7 separate regions of the Mus musculus genome follow, and all the other regions are linked to region 4. Evidence: chromatin contacts called from public Hi-C, HiCAR-type, HiChIP or PLAC-seq and promoter capture Hi-C data. All regions are on one chromosome and are shown on one strand. Each heading gives the region's core, a stretch centred on a gene start, on an enhancer-like site or on the middle of the called end of the contact. The rest is flanking DNA. Distances are from core to core; before and after follow the strand shown.

The links. Promoter capture Hi-C pulls out the DNA fragments that hold promoters and counts their contacts. A called contact is a pair of places that touch in the nucleus more often than the background predicts. HiCAR-type assays count read pairs that join an accessible place to other places. HiChIP or PLAC-seq counts read pairs in DNA pulled down with a chosen protein or histone mark.
Region 1: a promoter capture Hi-C map of pre-B cells shows a contact between it and region 4, with 4 times the contacts expected there. The contact joins the promoter of Ccar2 here to the promoter of Rcbtb2 in region 4. A contact is called at or near these places in 3 of 39 promoter capture datasets (liver, pre-B cells and stem cell-derived epiblast-like cells).
Region 2: a contact with region 4 is called in a promoter capture Hi-C map of cranial neural crest. The contact joins the promoter of Sorbs3 here to the promoter of Rcbtb2 in region 4. A contact is called at or near these places in 2 of 39 promoter capture datasets (cranial neural crest and liver).
Region 3: a Hi-C map of B cells shows a contact between it and region 4, with 7 read pairs. The contact joins the promoter of Nudt18 here to the promoter of Rcbtb2 in region 4. A contact is called at or near these places in 2 of 39 promoter capture datasets (hippocampal neurons and maxillary cranial neural crest), 1 of 484 Hi-C or Micro-C datasets (B cells), 2 of 115 datasets of contacts at active chromatin or transcription factors (astrocytes and large pre-B cells) and 1 of 9 other capture datasets (adipose tissue).
Region 5: a contact with region 4 is called in a promoter capture Hi-C map of the 3T3-L1 cell line, with 7 times the contacts expected there. The contact joins the promoter of Cog3 here to the promoter of Rcbtb2 in region 4. A contact is called at or near these places in 2 of 39 promoter capture datasets (the 3T3-L1 cell line and liver).
Region 6: an H3K27ac HiChIP or PLAC-seq map of large pre-B cells shows a contact between it and region 4, with 5 times the contacts expected there. The contact joins the promoter of Phyhip here to the promoter of Rcbtb2 in region 4. A contact is called at or near these places in 2 of 39 promoter capture datasets (pre-B cells and stem cell-derived epiblast-like cells) and 1 of 115 datasets of contacts at active chromatin or transcription factors (large pre-B cells).
Region 7: a contact with region 4 is called in a HiCAR-type map of astrocytes, with 6 times the contacts expected there. The contact joins the promoter of Lgi3 here to the promoter of Rcbtb2 in region 4. A contact is called at or near these places in 4 of 39 promoter capture datasets (hippocampal neurons, liver and pre-B cells) and 2 of 115 datasets of contacts at active chromatin or transcription factors (astrocytes and large pre-B cells).

Annotation. Positions count from the first base shown.
Region 1 is chr14:70,152,432-70,155,245 of GRCm38.p6, forward strand. It overlaps Ccar2 (cell cycle activator and apoptosis regulator 2), which reads right to left and starts at 1,360. Exons shown (of 21, transcript NM_146055.3): 1 at 1,196-1,360; 2 at 233-326; 3 at 1-33. The coding sequence starts at 290. It overlaps 9930012K11Rik (RIKEN cDNA 9930012K11 gene), which reads right to left. Exons shown (of 7, transcript NM_001112735.1): 7 at 1,974-2,814. The coding sequence ends at 2,737.
Region 2 is chr14:70,206,230-70,208,929 of GRCm38.p6, forward strand. It overlaps Sorbs3 (sorbin and SH3 domain containing 3), which reads right to left and starts at 1,442. Exons shown (of 21, transcript NM_011366.3): 1 at 1,295-1,442. The coding sequence starts at 1,398. Gm26908 (a long non-coding RNA gene) reads left to right here. Exons shown (of 5, transcript XR_874791.3): 2 at 1-625; 3 at 1,359-1,783; 4 at 2,550-2,693.
Region 3 is chr14:70,576,387-70,579,086 of GRCm38.p6, forward strand. It overlaps Nudt18 (nudix (nucleoside diphosphate linked moiety X)-type motif 18), which reads left to right and starts at 1,438. Exons shown (of 3, transcript NM_153136.5): 1 at 1,438-1,724; 2 at 2,526-2,700. The coding sequence starts at 1,563.
Region 4 is chr14:73,141,129-73,143,828 of GRCm38.p6, forward strand. Rcbtb2 (regulator of chromosome condensation (RCC1) and BTB (POZ) domain containing protein 2) reads left to right here and starts at 1,382. Exons shown (of 15, transcript NM_001170694.1): 1 at 1,382-1,465.
Region 5 is chr14:75,753,209-75,755,908 of GRCm38.p6, forward strand. Cog3 (component of oligomeric golgi complex 3) reads right to left here and starts at 1,285. Exons shown (of 23, transcript NM_177381.3): 1 at 1,057-1,285. The coding sequence starts at 1,230.
Region 6 is chr14:70,456,252-70,459,009 of GRCm38.p6, forward strand. It overlaps Phyhip (phytanoyl-CoA hydroxylase interacting protein), which reads left to right and starts at 1,266. Exons shown (of 5, transcript NM_145981.3): 1 at 1,266-1,552.
Region 7 is chr14:70,529,345-70,532,187 of GRCm38.p6, forward strand. Lgi3 (leucine-rich repeat LGI family, member 3) reads left to right here and starts at 1,477. Exons shown (of 8, transcript NM_145219.4): 1 at 1,477-1,926; 2 at 2,724-2,795. The coding sequence starts at 1,721.

The DNA of each region.
Region 1 (2,814 bases), core at 110-2,609, 3.0 Mb before region 4:
GGGGAGGGCCCAAAAGAGATGTTGAAGCTGCGCCTATGGGGACAGAGAAGCAATCTCCAGGAATTGCACCTACTACCCGAAGCACTAGAAGATAGCCAGAGGATCTTATAAACCCAGAGGTCTAGGTGGCTCCAATCAGCTACTCAGACATTCAGAAAAACACCCAAGAGCCATAGTTTTTGAAACTGAGTCTCGAGCATGTTCTGAGTGTAACCAGTAAGGAGTTAAGCACCTGAGAAGTTGCGTCCCCCTGGAAGTGGGTTGATCCTCTGCCGCTTAAACTGGGACATTTGGAATACTGTCCTTTCAAGGTCTTGGGGGGAAACCTTCAATCAAAACAGAAAGAAGTTAGCAGCTCCAATGGAAAACTTCCATCTATTGGGGAGGGGGAGGGGGGATAGAAAATCTTAAGTAAAGCTTTTAAGGTGAAGAGGTGGGTCCTAAAATGGAAGAATGGAGAGGATGTAGAGGAGATGAAATTGGTAGTAACGTTACTCCAGTTTGTTCTCACAATAACCTAGTGGTGGGTGCTAGTGACATGCTGGTTTACAGACAAGGAAACTGGAGCTTTGAGATCCGGAGACTTGCCCAAGGCCACAAAACCAGGTAGTGACAGAGTGGGACTCACACCCAGGTCTCCCAACAACTTAGCACTCCTTTCACTATGTCACTGGCACCCCTTAGAGAAGCTGGAGGAGTGAGGGGCTGGAAGAGCTCCGGTGACATTCATTCATTCAAAAACATCCGCCAGAACACTCCACGCAGGGCCGGGGCAAAAAATAAAAATAAAAGGTGCGAGTAGCGGGTTGGTGATGCGGGCCCTCTCCCCGGAAGCCCGCCAGGCGTCTTTAGGACCCGCTGGTGGGAAGGGAGCTGTCCAGCCGGCCCTCGCCAAGCGGCCTGCACGCCGCTCCCTCCTCCTAGGTCCCGACCCTAGGCTCCGGCCTCCGCAGCCGCCTGCGCAGAGCTTTCCGGGCCGGGCCACCGAGAAGCCACCGTGGGAGGTTCACGGCGCGAGGTTTCTCCTCCTCCCGCCCGCCCCCAGGGCCGAGGCCGTTGCCAGGGCGACGGAGCTTGCAGTCCAGAGGGGCTCGGCTCTTTCCGCGACTGGCGCATCTTCGCCGTTCGGACCCCGCAGCCTCGCCACCCGAGAGAGACGGAGAGGCGGGGGCGCAGCAGGAGGCCCCCAACCCACCTGCGGGCCAGGGCCACGACACCAGGGGGACAAAGACACCCGGAACCACCGCAGCCGCCGCTGCCACCACCACCGGAAACGCCTCTCCGGAAGAGAGACCACTGGTCGGAAGCTGCCACTCTCCCGGATATGGTACCTCCCTCTTCTCCATCGACCTCTCCCTTCCCCCACACCAGCCTGCCATCCCGCTCCAACTGTGGAACGGAAGTGCGCCTTCCCAGATCCGATAATGCCTTCGGAAGCCGAGCTCGGTGGTGTCCTCTCTCAAGTGTCCCATCAGAAAAGTAAGCTCGAACCATTGGTTCCAGGTCTCAAAATGACTGGAACTGGACCCACTCCCACAAACACAAGGAAGGGGACTACCACTTACACACCCTGCTGTGCTCTACTAACCCCCAAGACTACAGCAACAAAAGAAGCAGGGCCTCCATTGGCTAGAGGAGGAGCGTGCCTACTGGGGGTCCATTTCCAGGGGATAGTCTTCTGACTAAAGCCAATGACCACCCCACCCCACCCCCATCCCTATTCCTGTCCTTTTCTTGACTGCACCATCAGCAAGGGGTAAGCATATCCGAAATCTATACCCAGACTCTCAAATATGAAACGTACACGATCTTAATGAAGTGGCTCTATCCAAAATCTTGCCAGAAATGTGGCTATTTTCACAACTATTAACAGTGAACACACACACACCTTCCTTTAACTTCTGGCCTCCCATCTCCCCACTCCTGTTTGCCTCCAGCATCACACCCTTCCCAGGTCATTTAACAGTCACAGCACACATTGAGAATGTTTAATGTTACTTCATCCTCCTAACAAGCTTATGAGGTAGGTAAGGTGGGTATCATGGTCCCAAGTAGGAAGCTGTGGCTCAGAAATTAAGAGACTTCGCTATGGTTAAACTCCAGGATAGAACACAGCATCTTAGAGTTGACCTTGCAAGTTATGTGTTGTTCCTCTCAATGTTCTTGACCTTCCCCCCATCCCTCATTCAGCCTTCAGGGGCTGTACTCCAGAGCCGTGACTCACTACAAAGGTACCCAAGGCAATGTTGTTCTTGGTCCTAGGGCTGCCGTCTCAGGTATGAGGAAGACATTAGAAGTCCACATTAGTAACTGTTCATTGTGGAATGAAGATCGGTGCCATCCTTCCAGTGACACCCCAAACACCAACCCTTTGGACGAATGATTCCATCAGATGGGGCAGACGGAAGTCCAACAAAGATTGCATAAACTTACATCTGCAACATGCTGACACACTCCCATACTAAACATGCTCTATGAGCACCTGATAAATAAGTCAATTCACATTGCCTAAGCCCAGAGATTTCTGATGAGGAGGAAGAGCCCTGGAAGAGTGCTGGAACTGCACTCAGGAACCTCTTGGGGATCCAGGGCTCCTTGCTTCGATGCTTAGAGATGGATTTGGCCTTCACCTTGAAGAGGAGCAAGCACCAATAGCTTTTCTTGGCAGTGCAGAGAAGCAGCAGTAAGCCAAAATGTGAGGGACTTCTTCCCAAGGTCACCAGGTACACCAAGAGGTCATACAGAAAGATTTTTTGCTCGTGGCTTCTTAACCACCAATGCTGGTATAAAGGTCTTCCGTTGGGAATGGCACGG
Region 2 (2,700 bases), core at 192-2,691, 2.9 Mb before region 4:
CACCGCAAAGCTGGAGTCAGAAAGGGGCGGGAGGGCTGGCGGGGGCCACTCAGAGTTTCCAGCGACATTTCCAGGGTGTGGGAAGCGAGCTGCTCCACAAGAGCCAGGACACAGGGCAGGAGTGATTAACCGAATGGTCCCTGAGTGCCAGAGCCCGGGTGGGGCCGGAATTAGATACGCAGCCCTCGGCCTTGGAGAGGCAGGAGACAGGCCCGGAGGCAGACAGGCTGGGACCGAGATAAGTCACGGTGGCCCAGGAACAAGGCAACACCCGCTTGGGGAGAGAGAGTTCATGCTTGTTAGACCTAAGCGCACTGACCAGGCGTTTGCAAACACTCGTGTACTGGCAAACGTGAGGATGCTCACACACACGTGCAAAGTTTGGGGGAGGGAATCGACCGGCTCCCTGGACGTGCCACAGCATTGAAGAGGATAAGGGTGGGGCCCTTTGGGCGGGGATGAGGTTAAGAGGGTCTTGGTGTTCCCATTCACCGTATTTGTTTTGATCCTGCTTTTCCGCTGTTCCTACAGTGCTGACTGCTGACGCAGATCTGAAGGACACCGCCCACTGGCTCCCCATTCTCTCTGGCCCTCCCTCCTCCCCTCCTCGTCCAGTCTTCTGCTGGTAGGTGCCAGGGCAAATGTTTACTGACAATGGAAACCCTGGAGTACTCCTAGCCTAGGATTCACTGCGAACCCAAGTCCCCAACAAATCAACCGGTAAAAAAAACGGTTTCTGGTCCACTGCTGAGTATGGTAAATGACACCTACTGCCTTTTAATTGGTGCCTGAGCCACCTGGAGTTAGTGTTTCCCAGGACATCACAGCCCCTAGCACGCTCACCTCTTATTAGCTTCACATTTTCCCAGTTGTGGGGGAAGAACTGTTTGTGGTGCCCGCAAACAAAACCCACCCCCACCTCCCGGGAAACTTAGGTCAAGGACAGCTCAAGAGATGAGCGTGCCAGAGCTCCCATGAGTGGGGAGTCTTCAGGAAGCAGTTTCATAGGCTTCCAGAGATGTAAACCTGCTAACAGGGCTCTGATTCGCATACGTGAGGTGTTTTTAACGGATGTAGGTATTACACAGTACACGGTGTTTGTGGGAGGGGCGGAGGTAGGAAAGCTGAAGGGAGAGAGATGGAGGAGTGGAGGAGCTCTGAGACCCTCTTTGAGGTCAGGCAGCTGTACACAGCCTCTCTGCCACTTGATTATCCACCCATTCCAGGGAAGCAGCCTCCCCCTCCCCCAGGGGATTAAAAGTACTACCCATGTCCCTCTTTAAAGTTTTCCCACCTGTTAGGGTCCTTGGGACTAAGAAGGGCTACATCACTTTCATTGTCTTCTTTGTTGTTCAAAGACGAAGCTGAAGATCTTCCCACTCCAAGAATCCTGGCCATCCCCCTTCACCAGCAGTGAACTTCTTAGGCTCTAAGGCTCTGACCTGGACTCCAAGATAAATATTTAATGTAGAGGGTGCCGCTGAGCTGCCGAAGGTCCCAACTTCCTGTTTCTCACAAGAGAAGGCACAGTGTGGGCAAGGGAGCTGAGGACTGGCTACCAGTCCCATCTCTATGGGGATGGGGAGTCTAGTAAACAGTCTTGGAGGATGTAGGTTGGGAGGAACGGGGAGGGTGGCAATGGAGGGCTGAACTGCTGCAGCTCTGCTTTGTCAGTCAGGCCGGGGCTGGCTCGCCACCTCTCAGGTTGGAGCTCACTGTGTTCACAAGTATTCGGATGGCTTTACAAAACACGGAGGCACGAGGCGCTAGGACCGCAGGGCAGGTAAGTCCAAGGAAACTTAAATAATCTCCTGCCCTCTTTTCTGCCCAGATTTAGGGAGAATTCTTCCTCTTTTAAGAAGATTAGGGAGAAAAATGTAGCAAGAATTCAGAGACTGGACTTAGAGAGCCAGGTGTCTGGTTTCCTGACCCCTCCCCCTAGCTGTAGCTGGCTGCTGCCTGCCTGCCTCACCCTGAGTAGCTTCCAGTGGCACATTAGAGCCAGGTAACATTGTCCCAGATAGTGCAGCCCTGGTCAGTATGCCATGCTCTGTCTCCTGCACACCCTTCTGCTCAAGAGGGACCTCCTTCCCTAGTAGTCGGCTGCCTGCACCCCTCCAGCATGGCCTTGGGTCAAGGACTGCCATGGTTGCCACAGCCACCTGAGCCCATGTAAACACAGTTACGTAACTGCTCTGTTTTTTCTAGCTATCTGATCCCAGTCACCAGGAGCCCCACCCAGCCCCAGGCAGCCAATTCTGTCCTATGCACATTCCCCCACCCCTCAGCCCCATAGTCCTCTTGTCCTCCGCCACCAACTCAAAGTACCATTAGTCAAGTGACTACCAATTAGTCTCAATCACAATTAGTGTCCAGGACAGTCTAGCATTTGGATGAGACACTGACATCTCTGCTGCAGGCCTGACCTTCCTGTTCGGTAGAAAGGCACCGGCTAGTTCCTTCCCTAGGACAAACTTCAGTACATTCTTGAGGTAGGCTTTCATGTCCTTTTTGGTTTGTGCTCTTAGAAGAGTGTTCTCTTTCTACAGATCAGAAGGGAGTAGCCAAGAACACACGGACTCTTCTAGAGTCCGTAACCAACCCAGCAGTGAGGAGCTGAAGCCAAGTCACCATAGATATACTAGCACAGATCTCGACTCTGTTTCATCCCTGGGGCCATCTCCTGATTCCAGGTCTGGC
Region 3 (2,700 bases), core at 188-2,687, 2.6 Mb before region 4:
CGTAGATTTCCTCTTCAGGGAGTTTGCATCAGCATCGGGGAGAAGAAAGGCTGAGACCAGTCCCGGAGGGCTGAGATCGCCTGCCAGTCAAGTCTACAGAGCACAGATGTGGTTTTGTGGTGCTGGGAATTGAACTCAGGGCCTTGTGTATGCTAGGTAAATACTCTACCGCTGAGCTATACTCCCCAGTTTCACGGTGTGTGTGTTCTTGTATGTGCAGGTGTGCTCTATGGACTATGGCTTTGAGACCCTACCTGGAGAACAGGTGGGCTGCCTGGTGACGGTGTTCAGATAGTGCATGGCTTCTCCCAAGCTCTCTTGGCTTCTCAACAAGTATGGAAAAGGAGGGCTGTTACAGACCTACTGTACAGATGAGGACATTGAGGCCACCCAGGGCACAGAGCACGTCAGTCAGCAGAGGCTGGATGTCTGGCTTTTAAACTCCAGAGCTTTGTCAGTACCATCAAGCCACTGTCCCCCAAAGGAGGTACACAGAGCCAGCAGTGGGGGAGGAAAGGGAAGTCTGGGATGGGGTGAGGAGCCCAGACTTGGCCTGCTTTGTGGATTCCTCTCAGCTGGCCCTGCCTTCCTGTCCTGAGTGGAGGTTAAAGAAGCTCAGAGGAAGAAAGGTCAGGCTGGGAGAGAAGCAGGAGCTGGCCAAAACAACCCACACCCTGTTCCTCATGACCAGGCCCTGGACGCTGGGTAGGAGGGCACCACCCCTGCCCTCTAAAGATGGAGTCTGTTTCAGAAGCCTGGGAAAAGCATTGGGCACAGGATCGGATGCAGGCTACAGTGCTGACTTCAATCTCCCTTTCATTCATCCCCCCCCCCCTTAGCTTCTTCTCATCCCCAGCCTTGTCCCACCTTGACCACCTGTCCCATCCCTCCTCTGAGGCTTGTCAATCACGTTCCCCATCCCCCACCCCACCCCCAAACCAATCCTTTAGCCTCGGACTCTTAAAATGCCCTGTGTCCATCGACCTAGACAGATCAGAATTTCTAACGCAACGTTATGTGCCTGAGCCATACCACATTCAGAGCATTTTAACGAAGTCAGAAAGTTATTTGGGGCCTATTCGTCGTGAGCACTTCTGTGGTTCGTTTATGATAAAAGCTGGACAGTGGGAGCGAACGGCGGAGTCTGGGCTTCCGTAATGTCATCGGACGAGTGACGCCATCGACCCTGGTCACAGTGGTGTTCATCACCCTACAGGCAGGATGACATCACCGTCGGAACCCGCGCGGACAAGTGCGTGCTGGGTGAATTAGCTAATCGCTAGGGAGAGTGTGAAGTGAGGCTGAAACCCAGGAGAGGAGGGGGCAGAGGGAGGATCCCGGCGCCCCGCCCTCCCGATAACCGCTGCGAGCTGGCCAATCCGGGCAGGCCGCAGTGACGCGCAGCCTATCAGCGACCAGGTCTCTCCCGGAGGTTCCGTGTTAGTCTTGGCCCTCAAGTCAGGGGAGGGGGCGAGGGCGCCGCGGCCCACCGCAGCTCAGGTCCCGGCCGCTTGCCTCCGGGGGTCTGGCAGGTCCCGGCTTGCCACCTCCCCGGAGACTTGATGGCCACGGAGGGCCTGGCAGGGGCGCTTGCCACCGTGCTGGGGGGAAAGGGGTTGCTGGTGCAGAGCTGTGACTCGGAGCCGGCTGGGAAGCCGCTGTTTCCCGTGCGGCTGCGGAAGAATGTCTGCTACGTGGTGCTGGCCGTGTTCCTCAACGAGCAGGTGAGCGTCCGACCGGCCGCTGGCCTTCGGCTGGTCTCGGGAGCGTGCCGCCTGCCCTGATCTGAACAGGCGAGCCAACGGCCGCTGCCTGTATGTGGCGCTTCCCAATGTTGCAAAGCACTCTCAACACTAGCAGCTGAGCTGAGATCGTCCTTCTGTAGACTCTATAATATGGAAGGAGAAGCCGAGGTCCCGGGGCGGTTTATCTCATCCACTAGACCTCGCCCCCCACCAGGAGAGGCCTGTAATATGCCCCCTTCCTTTCCAGGAGTCTAGACTCTCCCGGCGCCTCGGGAGAGTAATGGGGAGCTTACATGCAGGCCTCCGATCCTGTGAGAGTTCTTTTTAGTGATCACTTCTGCACAAGTCAGCGTTATAAAATCCTGGCCAAGAAGGGGTAGGTTGGTATAGGGGTGGAGCTAAGTTTCAAAGCCTCAGACCCTAGATTGAGGACTTGACACAGGCGGTTTGTAAGTCCCATGGGAACAAGAGCAAGACAGTGGCATAAATGAGTCAGTATAGGAGTGGTGGCAACCTTCAGGAGGAAGCCTCCTAGAGCAACGCCCAAGGTCCTCAGCCCCTTTCTACAACAGAAGTCCCTCTGGGTTTGAGTTACAGCAAAGCGGAGACAGCCACTGCTTTCAGCCATATCAGGGCCTGACTCCTGAGGATCCAGCATCCTAAAGGTGTCTGTCTACCAAGAAGGGAGCTTTGGGCTGCCATCCAGGTAGGGGCTACTCTTCTGAAGCCCCCAGACTGGCTGGGTAGGAGTGAAGATTGTCTCACTTCCCTCCCTCCCAGGATGAGGTGTTGATGATACAGGAGGCCAAGAGGGAATGCCGGGGGACATGGTACCTCCCTGCAGGAAGAATGGAACCAGGAGAAACCATCGTGGAGGCCATGCAGCGGGAGGTGAAGGAGGAGGCAGGGCTGCTCTGTGAGCCAGTGACACTGCTGTCCGTGGAGGAGAGGGGCG
Region 4 (2,700 bases), core at 132-2,631:
TTAGCCATTTGGTCTCAAAATACTTTTTGTGTGTATAATTGCGTCACCTAAAGCAACTGCTTCAATTTCAGGTCTCTTGGTCCATCGTCATCATATGCCATCCAGGGTACCATGGGGATGCAGCAACTGTATCCCTGTACTTCTTAGATATACTCTTGTTTGTTCGTTTTGTTTGTTTCTTCGTTTTGGATTTTTGAGACAGGGTTTCTCTGTGTAGCCCTGGCTGTCCTGGAGCTCACTTTGTAGACCAGGCTGGCCTCGAACTCAGAAATCCACCTGCCTCTGCCTCCCGAGTGCTGAGATTAAAGGCGTGCGTGTGCCACCACCCCGGGCTTAGATATACTCTTAAGAGGTTTATTATTGAGTGAATATAGCCACTTACTTTGAACAAAAGGACTGTTGAATTCTCTATCACTTTAAATGGCTAACCAAAACATGCCTACTTCTTTGACTTACTTATAAGACTAACTTTCTTACATTGTAACATATTTATACCACTGAAACAATCCCTGCATTGATCATGGTATTTGTTGTTGGATCCTATTTGATGACATTTTATTTAGGATTAAAACAATATGTCATCTTTGTCAGGTTTTATCAACATGCTTTGTGAGATATTAAACAGTAAAATGCTCTATTTTAAAGGCAAAGATTTTGGGCCCATAAATTATTACGTGACACACCAACCTCACACTTTTTTCTGGCCTTCCACATCTAGTCCTAACTTCATTTTCTTTTCTCTTTAAGCCCAGCCCATTGTTATAATAAGTTCACAGACTGTTGTTTAGCCTAAGCTGAACTTTCAGCCTCAGGAACCGTGAACTTGCTCAAGACAAAGAGGGGATCAAGCCCGCCTCTTCCAAAAAGCCCTTTGTGGATCCTGTGACCCAGCTTGCAGTTACACTGCTAAGGCCTTCATTATCTGACCCACTTTTTAAAGTCATTTGGAAAGAAACCACATGGTCAAGAGGTAAAAGAAGCCCTGTGGAATGAAGAGATGGATTTGAGTCATCTCTAATCATATGGCCCAAGGCAAATTACCCAAATCTCCATTGTCTTCCCCTAAACTGATGTGTGTGTATATATATATATATATAAACACATACATATATATGTGTATATATTTATTATATATAGCACAATGTTTTAATGTATGTATATAATGTGAGGGCAAAGATCAAGCAAGAGGAGGAGGGATGGAGGCTACGATGTTTGAGGCTAACTTGGGCTAATACAGAGCCCCTGTTTCAAAGCCATAACATTATCTCTTCTCTTAGGACTTTCTAGTGCACACTGCTCATAACTGTAGCCACTATGTAGCATAGCAGCCTTCTTTCTGAGCTTGCTCCTCCTAACTGAAATTTGATCACTAGCCCCACAGGCTCCCTTCTCCCTAGTCCCAGTAACCACCTCTCTACTTTCTGTTGGTGCGACTTGACTTTTTCAGTGCTCCTTAATGAGATCCGTAAGTATTTGTGCTGTATGTCTACTTTGCTTAACATCCTCCAGGTTCATTCCAGATCGTCCCAGGTGACAGGATTTCCTTCATTTTAAAGTCGGACAGCTCTCTGGGCCCTCAAACAAGAGACAATGAGGTGGGCCTCCTGGATGGAGTTGCTAAGACTGGACTAGCGCGCACAGAATGCAATTAGCCTCTTATTTCGCAGCAAGCAGGAAAACCAGCGCCTTTGAATGTAAGACCTAAAACCAGAGAGACACAGCTTCCCCGAAATCGGGGCACTAAGCTAGAAAGCGGGGTCCAGCACAGGGTCCCCAGAGAGGCCAGGGTCGCCGATCCCGGCCGAGGAGGGAGGCGGGGCGCAGCGCGCAGCCCCCTCCCTTCTCTTTGTCCCCTTCCCCTTCCCTCGCTCCCTTGAACTCTCTCCTCCTCCTCTGGTTTCTCTTCTCGCTCCCGCGGCCCCCTCCTCCCCGCACGGCTGAACTCGAGCTCAGCCCGCCAGGCCGGGCCGCTTCAGGGGGAGGCGCCAAGTGTCTGCTGTTCTTGGCCCCGGGCGAGCAGTCCCCGCTGCCGGGGAGCGGAAAGGACGCGCGGCGCGGAGGTAAGCCTGCGTGTGGGCGGCAGGCGCGGGTGGGCGGGCGAGTCCCGGGGGCGAAGGCCAGGCGGAGGCCTCACCCTGCGCCCGGCCCGGTGCGCAGCCGCTGCGGGGGCAGGGCGCAGCGCCAACCCACCCGGGCCGGGGCCCGGCGCGCACGCGCGAGCCCGTGGACCAGGTCGCTGGGGTAGCTCTGGGTTCACGTCCCTTCCCGGGCCCTGGGACCGCGTAGCGGTGCGCATGCGCGCAGGCCCAGCCCGGGGTCCGTTTTGTGCGTCGCCCCGAGGCCACGGCTGTGGGGTTCCCGCTTCCAGTTGGGGGAACCCCTGCCCCTGGTGTCTCCAACCCTCCCGTGCACGCGGCGCGAGCTAGCGGTGACGTTTCCAGGACTTTCCGCTCTTTCCCGCCCGCAGCCGCCTCGCCGACCCCATGGCGGCACACGCTTTAGGCCTTTGGTCCCCGAAGTGGAGGGATGGCTGGGAAGGCCTGGCTGTCCTAAGGGTTTTCAGTCCTTTGGGCGTTGCTGAGGCCGGAAGTGGAGGAGTTTAGAGGTGAAAAACTTTTCCCGATGCCCCTTCTTGGCGGCGATGGAACTTCCGCCTGAGTTGAAGCTAGGCTTCCAGCCGCCTTTTTGCCTTTCTTTACA
Region 5 (2,700 bases), core at 35-2,534, 2.6 Mb after region 4:
TACCCAGCAATGGCAAAATCCTCAGTCTAGTCCCCAGCAAAACACACACACACACACACACACACACACACACCCCACACCACACCACACCCACTTATAATCCAGAACATAAAACATAGCCAGATCAAAGAACTTTCCACTTGCTCCCTCGTTTACTTAGGTCTATTTCCTGTATGGCATCCTGGAGGTGGGCAGAGAAACACACCTAAGAACACGTATTTTTACGGCACAGCACACAAAGGTGCAGAGAACGCGTCTAGTCACACCTCTAAAGTGTGAGGGCAGAGGTGAAGAAGCCAAATTCAATCTGCATTTGGACAGGATTACGAATCGTACAGAAATGGTTTCCAACATCAAAACTAACCACCACTGATAATAAAATAACCCAAAATTCGGCCTCGAAACTAGAAGAGCGTGTGAAACACATAAACAATCCAAAAAATAAAAGTACTCTGACCAGTATAACTGCACTGAATCACACCAACAGTAACATGCATACTGTCCCACTGGTAACTGGGAAAACGTTGACGCTAAAACCCAAAGCGCTACTTAATAACCGAGTCAACTTGTAAAAATAACTTTTTAATTTATTGCTTTGCTGTAGGTTTAATAAATCTTATCTTCCATAACCCAAAACCAGGAGTTCACAGCTTGGGGTGTGATAAATGAAATTGTTTCTCGGGGCCAGTTCTGATCCCCTCTAAGTGTCCCTGTTCCCCCGGGAAAGAAGCAAGCCTGATGCCTCCAGGATGCAGTTAACACAGACTAGCTGGACAGGCTCCTGGGAGGCAGGGCTACTCTGACACGGGGACACCAGGAGCAAGAAGCCCGGAGCAAGGCTCGGGCCAACCGTCCCACGCCGCTGGGGGAGGGCTACGCCCTCGCGTGGACGGCCACGCACCCTGGCAGGGCCACCCTGGGTCGCGGGCAGAGTGAGGCTGCTGACAGCAGGGCACACACGGGCCCCTCCCGCCGAACCCGCCACGGTGGCTCAGAGGACCGGCCAGATCCCCGCACGGGGCAGGAGGCCGGGCGCAGCCCACGCCCTCGCCTCACCTCGGCGGGCACCGGCAGGTTCTCCACGGCCGCCTTGAGCTCCAGCACCGAGTCCGTCTGCCTGTCTGTCAGCGGCGCCATCGAGTCGGGTCTCCCATCCCAGAGAGACAGCTTCTCGCGGGCGTCCCGCTCGGCCGCCGCCTCGGGCGGCAGCAGCAGCGCCGCCTCCGCCATCTCCGCAGCCCTGGGCCCCTCCGCGGCGCAGAACCGGAGCCCGACAGGCAGAGCCGGGAACTTCCGGGAGGACCGGGACTTCCAGCGCCGCAGCCGCGGCGGGGCGGGCCCGAGCGCCCTGACCCCGGAAACGCTTCCCCGGCGTGGGGGCGGGACCGAGGCCAAAACAGACGTGGCTTTCGACGGAGGCCAAACAGTTCCGGTTGAGGTGTACCTCAAGCCAGAGGGTAGGAGACAAGAATGGGCGGAAATAAGCTTGCCCCTACCGGAAGCTTCTTCAACATCAATAACTTTATGATAATGTGTTCTTCAGATTTGTTTTTGGTTTTCTTTTTAACAAGTTGTAAGTCATCCAACGGATTAGGAGAATTAATGAACTCCAAAGATCTTCTCTCCTGTCAGATGGGTTATGGATGCTTTCCATGTTGACATAGCAACCAAGAGCACCAAGTTTTCAAACTTACAACTTCCCTGTTAGAAAACTAGTTTGTGGAAACACAAATTCAAAGACAAACATATCAGGCCTCATTAATAATATCAAAAAACTGGGGGGGGGGGGGACCTAAATGTCCAACATTGAAGAACTGGATCAATAACTGTCTATCCAAACATGAAACTGCAAAAATTATTCTGCCATTTAAATCATGATACACATTTGAACACCTAAACAAATTATATTAGATCAAACCTAAATAATTGAATAAATATACTTTGTAAGTATATAAATTGAGTATATACGAATATAAAAAAAAATTGGGCAAAAAGGTGAAAAAGAGACAACCTTCTTCCTTACCAAGAATTAAAAAGGAAAAATGTAGAAAAATGAAGAAAATCACAAAACACTGAACAACATTCTTCAAAAAGGTCAGGGTAGAGAGATGGCTCGGGGCTAAGGGAACTTGCTGATCTTTCAGAAGACTCCAGTTCAGTTCCCAGCCCCCACAATATGCAGCACATTACCACCTGAAACTTCAGTTCCAGGAGATCCAACCTCCTCTTCTGGCCTCTCTGGGTACTAACATACATGTGGCACATGCAAACACACACATAAATAAATTTTTAAAATAAAAAGCCAATGTTTTTTTTTAAGATTTATTTATTTTATGTATGTGAGTATACTGTAGCTGTCTTGAGGTACACTAGAAGAAGGCATCAGATCCCATTACAGATGGTTATGACCCACTGTGTGGTTGCTGGGAATGAACTCAGGACCTCTGCAAGAGCAGTCAGTGCTCTTAACCTCTGAGCCATCTCTCCAGCCCCCAAAAGCCAATGTTTAAAAGAGTATCAAACTACTAAAGAGCAAGGAGTGACCAAGGAGCTCTTACATAGTGGAGACTACTGAATAATGACTTCTCATTGCAATGTGGTATCTTGGACTGATTCCTGGAACAGAAGAAAGGATAATTGTGATGAGACTATAGAATAAAATATAGAATCTTAATAAAGTTTGTAATTTAGGCATTGGTG
Region 6 (2,758 bases), core at 16-2,515, 2.7 Mb before region 4:
AAGATGGTTCTGAGCTGGGACTAGAACTTGAGTTCTTTGCAAGTGTTCTTCTGAGCCATCTCCCCAGCCCCTAAAACATATTTGTGGTCCTTGGTTGTATCAGTAGGTACAGAGGGGTCAACCAGAGGCTCCTTATTTTCTTCCGTGTATCCTCCAAATGTCTCTCCTACTCCTTAGAAGTCTGCAGACTCTTTGCAGGGGCAGAGACTGTCACCATGAGAAAGATAGCAACTCTTACTACTTGCCTGACATTTCTCAGGTGCCAAGCCCAGAGCTAAGTGATTTACATAATGATCTCATTCCACGATAACAATAAACTTGTATTATCAGCCCACTTCACAAATGAGACAGTCGCTGACCGAGGTCACCTAGCTGGAAAACTATAGAGATGAAATTGTTCCTATCTCCATCAGATTACAAAAACTGTCCTTTTTATCATTGTATTGTCTCTTGGTCACTGTTGCTTCCATCAAATTCCCTTGAGTTTTTTTTTTTTTTGGGGGGGGGGGGGAGGGGACTCCAACCGCCCTCAGTTCTAGGTTGTAGACAAGCCTCCGGCTGATGGTCCTTTCTGACTGCAATCTCAGGGCTTTGCTGGCCTGAGCCTGGAGGGTGGTTGGGATGAGAACACTCAAAGCTCTGTGTATCCTTCCACCCTCCACATTCTTGCCTCTGTGCATCCCTCCCTATTTTACAACGCCTCTCTCCCACTCCTTTACTTAGGGACTCTTAAGCTGCTAGAAGATTCTCCTTGGACACTCCAGAGTCTCTAAAGCTGCTGGGCTGGTTTCTCTTGATAAGAGTTGGTAAGAAAATTGTGCGGTGCATCAGTGAAGGTCTCCCAGGAGACACCTAGACTGAGGATAAGGTCCCACCAACCCCAGCTCTGACACTTCTTTTGAGACCCTTCCCTTACCCAGCCTCCTGAGCCCGTGGGTTAAGCTCCACCCCTCTCTGAGCACCTTAAAGTTTGGGGGCTGAATTCCAAGTAGGAGGTGTGTTGAACGGACTTCAGGAGGCATCTTGCCCTGGAAGAATGGGGGAAAGGTGGCAGAAGCTACAGCTGCTGCCTCCAAGGACATCTGTATAGCTCCCAGGGGACCCTCTGCCCTTTCCCCCTCCCACAAGCCTGGGCGAGCAGGGACCAAGCTTGCTTGTTATCACCTGACGCTGAGCAGCCACTGATCCCATTGGTGGAGCCAGATTCGGTCTGGCTCTCCTGTTCCTTCTCGATTTCTCTGCCTCTCTCTCCTCCACGCTGCTTTGATTTCGCTCTTGCCTCTCTTCTTGCGCGCTTACTCGCTGGGTTCCCAGCAACGCCGCCGTTTTCTTGCCGGGAGCAGTAGCTATAGCTGCAGAGCCAGACAGGCGCTGCCTGTGGGGCATGGAAGCCGACTTCCCAGTAGCCCAGAGAGGAGCGAGCGAGCCCCGCTGCCTGTGACCCCAGGCGTCAGGCTGCTGTCCCCTGCCTGGAGAGATCATCATCTATCTACACAGAGTCTCTCCCTTCCTTCTCTTCCAAGTATCCCTCTGCAGGGCCGGCTGAAGCCAGGTAAGTGCGCTTCTCCCCCCCAAACCATCCTGCCTATTCTGGGAGGTTAAGAGCTGCGGCCACCAGGGTCTCGCCACTGTCCTGGCTGTCCACCTGGGTTGCCAGGCCTGGCGACCTTGTCCCCTTTCCCCTAAGTCCTTGGCAAAGAGCTTAACAGCTGGATCTGGTCTCCGGGGCGACACAGTTAGTTACCCCGTGACCATTCTGCGCAGTCGGCAAAGCCAAAAGGTTCAGCCGGGTGGGGGAGCCTTCCCTCTGGCATGCCAGTAGCTTTTTGAAATGGGCTTGGGGAAGGGGGCCCGGTGTGTACAACGTGTCTGCATGGTTGGGAGGAGGCTGGAGGCTAGCTTGCGTAGATAGGTCTGTCTCTACGCAGTTAGATTCCTTTAGGGTTTCTGACCGGCTTGTAGCATGTTTCAGAACATTTTTCCGCGTGAGGTACATGTGTGCGGGGGCAGCATTTATCCGAGTAGCCTGTGGGTATATGTGGCAGGGGCCCCAAGAGCCAGTATTTTTAGGGGGTGGACATGTCACTTGTCATGTGGGTGGGAGTACATGTTGAGGGAGTACTGTAGCAACCAGGCTGTTTCTATGTGGGGAGGGGCAACTTTGAAGCAGTAGGAGGTGGGTAGGTGGGAAGTGTGGCACAGACCTCTGGCTGTGGGTAGACTTGAGTAGGTGTGCAAACCTGTTGGCCTGTGAAGAATCAGGCTGACCCAGTGTGGCCAAGGAGCAAACATGTTTTCAAAGTCTGTGTCTTGGAACCTACAAAAGGCAATGCCAGAATCCAGGCAAGGATTGACGGGCGCTCAGATATACATGTGTGCACAGGCAGCCATGTGGGTTGCCTGTCCTCTTGTGGGAAGTGGCATGCATATGTGTTGGTGCCCGTGGCTTCCTCGTTTCCTCAAATATGGCTTGTGACAATGAGGGACACATGCATGTGGGTATGTATAGATGTGAGCACGGGCAGGTTGGCATGAAGGCGACAGCTCTCGAAGGGGAAATACTGGGGCATTCTTAGAATGTGCAAGGTGGAGGGGGGGCACATCTATGCGTAGGTGAGTGTGGAGGAATGAGGATGTCTACGAAGGCATATGCTGAGGTATGTGGGCACCCCTTGCGCATGTGTATGTGTGCATGCCTGCCTGCGTGGGGGTATGTACATGCTTGCTTAGGGTGGATTCACATGGCAATGTGGGTGTT
Region 7 (2,843 bases), core at 227-2,726, 2.6 Mb before region 4:
CACGTGGCAGGTCCAAGGGATGGAAGTTCAAGGTTATCCTCAGCTATGTAAGTTTAGGGCTAGCCTGGAATACTTGAGACCTTGTCTCAAACACAAAAGAAGGCATGTGAGTCAGCCAGTGATGGTGGTGTGTGCCTGTATTCAGGCACTCTAGAACAGTGGTTCTCACCCTTCCTAATGCTGTGAGCCTTTAATACAGTTCCCTGTGAGGTGCTGACCCCCAACCGTAAAATGACATTCGTTGCTACTTTGTAACTCAAACCCAGGTCCTTGTGTGCACTACCCCTAAACTATATTCCCAGACTTCTATATCTTTAACAAAAACCACTGCATCCATTTATTTATTTAATTATTGATTTGTTTGTTTGTTTTTTGTTTGTTTGCTTAGGTATGGTGGTGCCTCAGCATGCATGTGGAGATCAGAGAATAACTTCTGCCACTTAGTTCTCTCCTTCCGCTATTTGGGTCCTAGGGGCTGAACTCAGGTCCTCAGGCTCGGGGGGGAGGGGGGGCAACCTGCTGTGCCATCTTGCCAACCCACACGCCTTTGCCTTTTTAAACAAAAATAGCTGTAGGAAGAAATGTTGCTGTTATAATTCTTTTTTTTTTTCAAATCTCTTTAGTCTGAGATTTCATCAAACACTCTCCATGTAGCTCTGGAAAATTCCAGAGTACTTTTTGTGGCAACATGGAAGTGCAATAGACAAATAATGTCCTTCTTAGGTAAAGTATGTTGACCTCGGGGACTCCGTGGAAGGCTCTCAAGGAGCTTTGGACTCTAGAGTTACCCTTTGAAGAGCACTGGTGTAGAAAGATTGCTGTGAACTTGAAGTTGAGCTTCTGGGCCTAGGGCTACACTTTCCTTATCTGTAGATGGAAATTAATGTCCCTTCCCTCCAAAGGGCCAGCCAATTAACCGTGCCAAGTACACAGTAGAGATAGGGAGTTTGGCAGCTTTTTGCTTTCTTGTAGCCTCAGTTTCCTTATTGATGAAACAAAGACCTGAGCTGGAGCACCCCCAAGGCTCTTCCAACTCCAACTGTGGCCGTGCAGTGTGAAACGGTCCACACTTCCCACTCCGGCGGTTACCCTTTCCCTTTTCAGCTCACAGGCACAAAAGCACGCTGTGTTCCTCAGCTGATGCAAACAAGCTCGCACCCCCAAGCTCCCAATCTCTCATGCCAACCTGGATGTACATGAGTCACTTGCGACATACCCCTTAGTTCTACGCCCCCTCACAACCAAGACACACACACAGGTGCACCGTAGGTCCACAGATCCATGTGCACCCTGCATAGACACAATTCTTATACAAATGCATTCTCTGCACACACAACTCTGGAGATCAGACACAGAGCCTGGTGGCCTGGTAGGGCACGCTGCGGACGGGTGCAACCACTCCATCCTTTGGCTGCTCTCCCGCGGGCGCCGGGCCTGGGCCTCCCCGCTCCGCCCCCACGCGCGCCCCCGCCGCCTGCGCCGCAGTCCGCGTCCACCAGCCCCGGCAGCCAGTAGTTGCGGTCCCAGTTCCGCGCAGCGCTCCGGAGCTGAAAGGACTGCAATCAGCGCCCGAGGTCAGGAGGAATAGGTGGCGCCTAGAGAGCGGGTGGCACCAGAGTTGCGGCAGCCCGGAGGTGGAAGCTCTCGAGAGGGGCAGAACAGCCTGCAGGGAGCAGCGGGGCGCCGGCAGGCTGGTGTGGGGGGAGACCCTGCAGGAGTCATGGCCGGGCTACGAGCCAGGCGGGGCCCTGGGCGCAGGCTACTGGTGTTGTCCACGCTGGGTTTTTGCCTAATGCTGCAAGTCAGTGCCAAGAGACCTCCTAAGACGCCCCCCTGCCCACCCAGCTGCTCCTGCACCAGGGACACCGCCTTCTGCGTGGACTCTAAGTCGGTGCCCAAGAACCTGCCTTCAGAGGTCATCTCCCTGTGAGTGTCTACCTAGCCTTGGGGGTGGGGAAAGGAAAGAAGGCACAGAAAGCTCTGGAAGAGAGAAACCCTGCTCCTCTTTTGAGAGGATATGGACCAGGAGCACTCCCAGGTATCCTCAGAACTGGAGACTCCAGGCCCCAGTCTGCAGGGAGCGCTGCAATCTGTACAGCAGCCATAGCTTGGGTAAACCAGAATTCATGGCCAAGGATGAATCATCACCATCAGCAGCGCAATGAGACCTACTGTGTGTGGGTTGGAGGGAGTGTCTACAAGAGCATGCTGGCCCCACCCTGTGAGGTCACACCAAGGACAGAAAGCAGGACTAATAGCAGCAGGGGGAGGGGTGACAAGTATGCTTGCCCTCGTGGTACCTTGGCATGGACCAGACTCCTGCCACTGGGTCTGCTATTGTGCACACAGCTGGGCCAGCCTCACTTGCAGCAACTGGCCCATGACTCCCACCCCTTTGCCTGTGGGGCTAGAGAGACTGTGAGGTCCCCCTTCTTGCTGCCCCATCTCTCAGCAGCACCAAGACATTGTGGGTGTTGGGTAATGGTGCTGATGCTGGTAATGGAACCTGCTCTTGGCTGAGAGGGAAGGTGAGCCTCGGGCCACTGTCGCTTCTGGAGGCAGCAGGGGGAGAAGAATGGAGGACATTGAGTTTTGGGGAAGAAAGGGTAGCTGCAGGTGGGGGCTAGGGCTGCTGAACACAGAAGCCACTGCCCTGTCCACCTCTGTCCACAGTACAGGTCCTTCAGACACTTACACAGTCTTGGCTCCTGTGTTCCCTGCAGGACGCTGGTGAATGCTGCCTTCTCAGAGATCCAGGATGGAGCCTTCTCCCATCTGCCGTTGTTGCAGTTCTTGTATGGATAGCTTTGTGGAAGAGGGGGTTGGGGGGAACGTGGTAGAAC